Linked DNA regions of Oryctolagus cuniculus: region 1 is linked to region 2. Evidence: chromatin contacts called from public Micro-C data. All regions are on one chromosome and are shown on one strand. The core of a region is the stretch at or near the end of the contact, and the rest is flanking DNA. Distances in the headings are between cores, read along the strand shown. Region 1 holds the start of KDM2A (lysine demethylase 2A). Region 2 holds the start of ANKRD13D (ankyrin repeat domain 13D).

The links. A called contact is a pair of places that touch in the nucleus more often than the background predicts.
Region 1: a contact with region 2 is called in a Micro-C map of ear pinna, with 2.9 times the contacts expected there. The contact joins the promoter of KDM2A here to the promoter of ANKRD13D in region 2. A contact is called at or near these places in 2 of 6 Hi-C or Micro-C datasets (ear pinna and skin fibroblasts).

The regions. Positions count from the first base shown.
Region 1 is chr1:4,887,242-4,890,570 of mOryCun1.1, reverse strand. It overlaps KDM2A (lysine demethylase 2A), which reads left to right and starts at 1,405. Exons shown (of 22, transcript XM_070067682.1): 1 at 1,405-2,243.
Region 2 is chr1:4,733,238-4,736,574 of mOryCun1.1, reverse strand. ANKRD13D (ankyrin repeat domain 13D) reads left to right here and starts at 1,992. Exons shown (of 15, transcript XM_070067011.1): 1 at 1,992-2,221; 2 at 2,639-2,774; 3 at 2,870-2,994. The coding sequence starts at 2,132.

The sequences.
Region 1 (3,329 bases), core at 156-2,655, 150 kb before region 2:
GACGTCCGCAGCCTGCTCGCCCGTCGGGCAGCGGTCGAGCCGCGGGAGCCCGTCCGTGGGCAGGGCCGGCGCGGCTCGGGCCGCCGCTGCCCCGTCGCTGACCCTCGCGCGAAGCTGTGCGCGCACCGCGAGGAGACATCTTTCCCGGCCGGGCCCTCCCGCGCCCGCCGCAGGCCCGGGCGGCGGGGTCGGGCCGGGGGCCGGGGGCGGCCCGCGCACACCCCTCCGTGGGGGGCGCCCCGACTCGCCGGGGGCGGGGTCACGTCCCACCCGGGGCCGCCGGGGGCACCGGCGCTGCGGAAACCTGAGCGTGGCCGGGGAGCGGGGGCTTCCTGGGCCACCTCCCCGGGCGCCTGCGGCCCGCGGTGGGCGCGCTGGCCGCCGCCGCCGCCGCCGCCCCCGGGCCGTCGCGAAGACCACTCGCGCGCCTGCTACCTGTGGACGCCCTGGTCAAGCGCCTGGAGCTCCCCCCCGGGGGCGGGGGGAGCCGAGCCCAGGACAGACATGCTGCTCCCGAGTCCTGCCCCTTCGGAGCGGCGAGGAGCGGGTGAGGCGGGGCCAGGCCGCTGCACCGTGGGAGCCCCCCGCAGCCGAGGGCGGACGGGCCCCGCGGCGGGGGCGCCAGGGCCTGCCCGGGGATGGCGGGCATGCGGGCCTCGGCCCACCGGCCGGCGCGCGAGGGGAGGGCAGCCGGCGGGAATGCGCCCTTGCCCTGCGGCCCCTCGGCCACGGGCAGGCCCGAGCGGGGGTGCCCGGCTCGGGCCGACCTGGCCCAGCGGCCTGACCCCAGGGGACCCCCGCTTGGAGGCGGGCAACGGCTGCCCTGACCCAGGCCGCCCGGCCCTGAGGTTGAGTGACTGTGACGGGCCGCCTGGGGCCCACGGCGGTTGAAGGGGCAGGGGCGCTTCTCCCTTGCTGCTTGTGGGGGGGGTGGTGGTGGTTGTGCTTTGTGGGGGGCCGGGGGGGCTGTCACCACCCTCCCAGGAGAGGTGGGGGAGGGCGCCCGGCGCAGCTGGCCGGCGCGGGGCGGGGTCACCGAGGCGAAGTGTGTGTGTGCGCGCGAGCGAGCGTGTGGGGGGGAGGGCGCGCGCGGAGGAGGATCGTGCCCAGTGCGCAGGCGCCAGGCGCCGGCCCGGCCCGAGCTCTGGAAGGAGGCCGGCGGGGAGCGGGGGCGGGAGGCCGGCGGGAGGGCGGGAGGGCTGACGCGAGCGGGGGGGCGGGCAGCCGCGTCGGCGTCGCGGGGCGCGGGCGATTCGAGGCCGACGCGTCCGCGCGTGCGCGCGCCGGCGGTGTGTCCGCGTTGGAGGGGAGTGACGCGTGCGCGTTCACGTGCGCCCGGGAGAGCGGTAAGAGGCGCAGGGAGGCTGGGAGGGGGTGGGGGTGGAGAGGCGAGCTGGAGGAGGGGGGCAGGCGGCGCCTGCGCAGTGCGCCGCGGAGGAGCTGTGTGTATGTGAGAGTCTGACGGGTTCAAAATGGCGGCGGCTGCTTCAGCGGCTCCTCCTGTGTGAGGGAAACAACACCCCTCCCCGGCGGCGGCGGCGGCGGCGGCTGCGGCTCGCAGAGCACCTTCCTAGCGGCTAGGCCTGTCGCCGCTCCTCTCTCTCCTGGGCAGGGGACGCTCCGGGAGGAGGGGCAACGCCAGGGGGCCCATCCCCCGGAATCCCTCCTCTGCGACTGGGGAGTAGCCGGGGGGCTCGTCCCGCAGCGCGGAGCCCGGGCTGAGGGGGCGACGCGAGGGGAGCCCGGGCCCCCCGCCCGGCGCGCCGCGCCGCTCCCGCCCTCTGCGCCCCCCGGGGCCGGGGCCCGCGTTCCGGGGGGCCGGGGCGGCGCGGGGAAGCCTCGGCCCGGCCGGTCTCAGCTGATCGGCCGCCGCTCCCGGGGCTCCCGGTGGCTGCTCGCCGAGGGCACGGCGAGGAGGGGGCCCCCCGCGGCCGGGGCCAGCCCGGGGCTCGGGCTCCGTCCGCTGACCGCTGGCCCGGGGGAGGCGGGGGCGCCCCGGGCTCGGCGCCGAGGGGTCGTGCGCCCCGCTCCCGACGCCTCCGGCCCCCGGTCTCCAAAGCCAGAAGAGGAGGTCGGATCCAGCCACCGTTTCCTCTGCTTCCCGGGTCGCCCTGACCCTCTCTGGATACTGGCTTGATCGACGGGAAGACCGAAGGCGACGCTCTGGGATTTAATTTTTTTCTCCTCTCAGTGTTTGGAATCTTACTTCTCACTTGGACAAGAACTCGAGAGCGAAATCCCCGGTGAGACTCCCCCTCCCCCCTCGTCGGGAAGTTTGGTTCACGGTGCTATCCAAAGACTCAATGCAAAGTTTCTATTTCTTTTTCCGATGGGCGAACCATCGCAGCGCCTTCCCTCCCCGGGGCAGCCCGGGAAGATGTGCGTGTTGGCGCCCCGGCCCGGCCGCCCCGAGCCCGGGGGGTGCTGGCGCCGCTTCCCTCCCCACTCCGGGCCGGGGCTTCCTCCGGGAGGGCCGAGCGCGACCTGCTCCCGCGCACTGTGTCACCGGGTCCTCGGGCTCCTGGCGGTCTGGACAGGGATGCGAGTTAGCGTGGCCGTGATGTAGTTGCAAAAGGCAAAAAACAAACGTGCACTCCCCGTGGGAGCCATCATCCGTGGGAAGCTTTAAAAAAAATGGAAGCCCCTCGCTTGGGGCTGTCCGTCGCGCCAACTGGTCTTTAATTTTTTGGGGGGGGAGGGGGGGAAAGACGTGATCTACTCGTATCTTTAGGTCATGTCGTTTCTGCTATTACTTTATCCCGAAGGATCAGGTGGCATTTGTGTCCCAGGTTGGTTTGGGAGTTGTGCACGTCTCGGGTTTGGGAAGGAAGGCGACGGCTGTGGGCGGCCTTGCCCGAGGGCTGGGGGAACGCTGTGGGGGTTTTCTCCAACTCCTCATGCCCCGTCCTCTTTTTATAGAGGTCGTCTGCCCTGCTTTCCCGGAGTTTCTAATTACCGGTGTGGCAACTAGTTTGGTTAGAATCTGGATTAGTTCCGTGCCTGCCTCACCTGGTCGGCCCTGGAGAGAGAAGTCCTGGGCTGTTGGGTTTTGTTTTCTTTTGGGCCGATGCTGCCACGAAGGGGAGCCTGGCTAATTGTAATTCTGTGGGGAGGAATCAGTGATGTGGCCGGTCCTCAAGGAACTGAAACCGGCAGCTCGCTTCGCCTAGGCCTCGGCCAGCTGTACTGTGGCGATTAGTGTGGAGCAGGACATGGAACCACTTGTCCGGGAGCGGAAAGGTTCCAGGCTCGTGGAGAGGGACCTGATTGGCCAGCGAGCTGTTACTACGTAAGCCAAGTGCTCCTTTCTGTGAAAAGAATGCACAAGT
Region 2 (3,337 bases), core at 743-3,242:
CCTTGCTGTATGGCCCCCAGGTCCAAAGGCTTGGGGCGTCGCCCTGTAGCAGGCTGCTCACCTTCCCGGTCAACTTTTGCCCACAGCCCCAGTGGAGGCATGGGGCAAGGCCGGGGCCACAGCACAGCTCGGCCGCCCCGGGGTGTCTAGGCCAGGGCCACAGCACAGCTCGGCCACTCCTGGGCATCTAGGCCAGGGCCATGGTCACACGGCGCAGCACGGCCACCCCTGGGTGTCTAGGCCGGGGCCGTGGCTACACGGCACAGCACGGCCGCTCCTGGGCGTCTAGGCCGGGGCCGTGGCTACACGGCGCAGCACGGCTGCTCCTGGGCGTCTAGGCCGGGGCCGTGGCCACACGGCGCAGCACGGCTGCTCCTGGGCGTCTAGGCCGGGGCCGTGGCCACACGGCACAGCACGGCTGCTCCTGGGGAGTCTTGAGGGAAGCGGGGTGGGGCGTGGTGGCATTTCTGATGTGGGGGAGGGTCAGGCGCTCCTGGGGGGCTCCGGTTGGCTGCAGCACTTCGAGGAGCCCTGAATCCCTGGCCCACCTGAGCACAGGACAGAGATGTGAATGGACACGCAGCCTGCAGCTCGCTTGGCTCTGAGCAGGTCGGGTGAGGGCTGGGTGCAGGGGTGCAGGGTGGCAGGCTGGGGGCTACAGCTGTGCGGTGGCGAGGTGACGGGTGGGGTGCAAGAAGAGGGTCCTGCAGGACGGGGGGCCCAGGGTGGGACATGGGGAGGCCGGTGGCCCTGCACCAGGGCCCGCAGGGAGGAGGGCCCACGTGGCTGGATTTGGCTGGGGTCACCCGGATAGCTGAGTTCAGGCCACCTGGCCCAGAGAAGTCGGGGGGTGGGGTGGGGAGGTGGTCTCAGAATGACAGTGCAGGAGCTGCATCCTGGGGGTCAGGGGCCCAGCAAAAGGGCTGGGAACGAAGGTGCCCGGACTGTGGTGTCCAAGATGAGCAGCAGAGGCCGGCCTGGTGCTCTTCACCTCTTTGGTAGAGGGGTGTGCCTGGGCAGGGGACACCCTGCCTCGGCAGAGACCAGAGATCTGGGAGCCCTGGTCACTCAAGCCCTTGAGCTGACCCTAGGACTTGAGGACACCCCAGAGCGGGGTGGCCAGGTGACCTCTGGCAGCAGAGCGGCCACCCGGCACCCCGAGAAAGGCTCCTGGCCCAGGCACTGAAGCAGGGAACCTGGAGCCCCGCCGCCGGCAGACACGGCCCGGGGCCCCTGGGGGCCGGAACTGGGCTGGCTGAGGCCTGCACCCCAGTTCTGGCGCGGGCCCTGATTTGGAAACTCCCCTCCCCTCCCCCACTGGCAGCACAGTGCAGCTCTGCAGTAGCGGTCCAGCGCCGCCCACGCGCGGGCTCCGGAGCCCGGGACACCCCTCTCCCTTCACTGCTGTCCCCAGAGCGCGCGCGGAGCTGCGGCCTCGGCCGGGTCCTGGGGGCAGGGGCTGCACGCGCAGCCGGCCAGCGTGGATCCTCTCCCAGCTGGGCGCTCCGTCCTCGGGCTGGGGTGGGCTCGCCAGACCTCTCCCGACCCCCCCACCACACAGGCACAGTCGGTGTCCGAGGGACCTGGGAGAAAGGGCGGAGGCGGCGGGCTGAGGGCAAATGCAGCTTCCCTGGCCGCCGCACGGCCGCGGCCGCCGCGCGCGCACGCGCACTCGCAGGCCCTCCTCAGGGGCGCAGCCTCGCCCCGCCCTCGGGCCCCCTCCGGCCCCTTCCGGACCCACCAGGAAAGGGTCTGCGCAGGGCCTGGGGCGCCCCCTGCAGGCCGCGGGCGGAGCGGCAGCCGGGGTCCGCGCGGAGACCCGGACCCCGGCTACTCCCCGGCCGCCCAGCAGCGCCCCCCCTTGCCGGCCCCGGGCGCCCGTGGACCGGACCGCCGTTGTCATGGCTCCGGGAGGCGGGGGGGCGCGCGGCTCAACGCCCCGCCCGGGCCCGGCGCAGCCCCGCCCCGGGCCCCCCGCCCCCGCCGCCTGCGCCGCCGCCGCTGCTGTCGCCGGGGCGCGGCCGGGAGGGGAGGCGAGGGGGCCGCGCCGGGCCCGGAGCCGAGGCGGGGCCGGGCCGCCCCCGCCGCGCCTGCCCGCTCGCCCGCCCGAGATGCGGCGCTGAGGCCCAGCATGGCCGGCCCGGACCCCACCTTCCCGCTGCACCGGCTCGTCTGGGCGAACCGGCACCGCGAACTGGAGGCCGCGCTGCACAGCCGCCAGGTGAGGGCCCCGCGCCCCCACCCGCCCTCGCCAAGGCTGTGGTCCTCCTCCCGGAGCCCGCCCCCCCACCCCTGCCCAGCTCTGCAGCCGCATCGCAAGCCCTGGTCACCTGCCCCTGGCGCTCCGGCCTCTGGCCTGGGCTCCCAGCCCTGGCCCTGCCCTGATCCTGGGCCCCTCTCAGCCCGAGTCGGGCTGAGAACGGAACGCCGGTTCTGGCCCCCAGGCCGGTCCTGACTCTGGACATCGGCTCGCAGCCCTGCTGCCCTTCTTCCCGCCCCCTGCCTCCCCTGCTAGGCCACACGGGCCACCTGCCTGCCCTCTCTGCCCATCTCTTCTCCCACGGTGGCTCCCAGCCCTGGCGTCAGCCCGGTGGCCTCTGGACGCTTGCCCTGACCCTGGTTGACCCGGCTTCCCTAGCACGACATCGAGCAGGAGGACCCCCGGGGGCGCACCCCCCTGGAGCTGGCCGTGTCCCTGGGGAACTTGGAGTCCGTGAGAGTCCTTCTCCGACACAACGCCAACGTGGGCAAAGAGAGCCGGCAGGGCTGGGCAGGTACTGCCTTGGGGCTGGCAGTGGGGTGGCCGGCGGGAGCGAGCGGCCAGGCCCCGGGGCACGGGGAGGGCCCCTCGGCAGCCTGCCGCCCCCAGTCCTGCAGGAGGCGGTGAGCACTGGCGACCCCGAGATAGTGCAGCTGGTCCTCCAGTATCGGAATTTCCAGAGGGCCACGCAGAGGCTGGCCGGCATCCCGGAACTGCTCAGCAAACTGCGGCAGGTACGGCGCCAGGCCCGGCCCGGGCTCCGGGGGGTCCCGGCTGCAGCGCGCGGCCAGGGTCGTCCGTCTCAACCCCAGTTCAGGGTCTCATCAGAAAAAAGAGGCACCCAGGGCCCCCGGCCAGGGCAAACCTGCATGGCCATCGCGGGGCCCCCGGTGCCCGAAGTCTCCGCAGAGCCTTAGGCTTCGGGGCACCTGGAGTGTGCAGATGTCCCGGAAGGGGGGCTTTCAGGCCAACTCACGCATACGGCCTGGACCCCCGAAAACTTGCTTCTGTCTCGATCCGAGATTCTGGAAGCGCACGGAGAGCCCGGCTCACGGAGCACTCTGACCCTGCCCACCC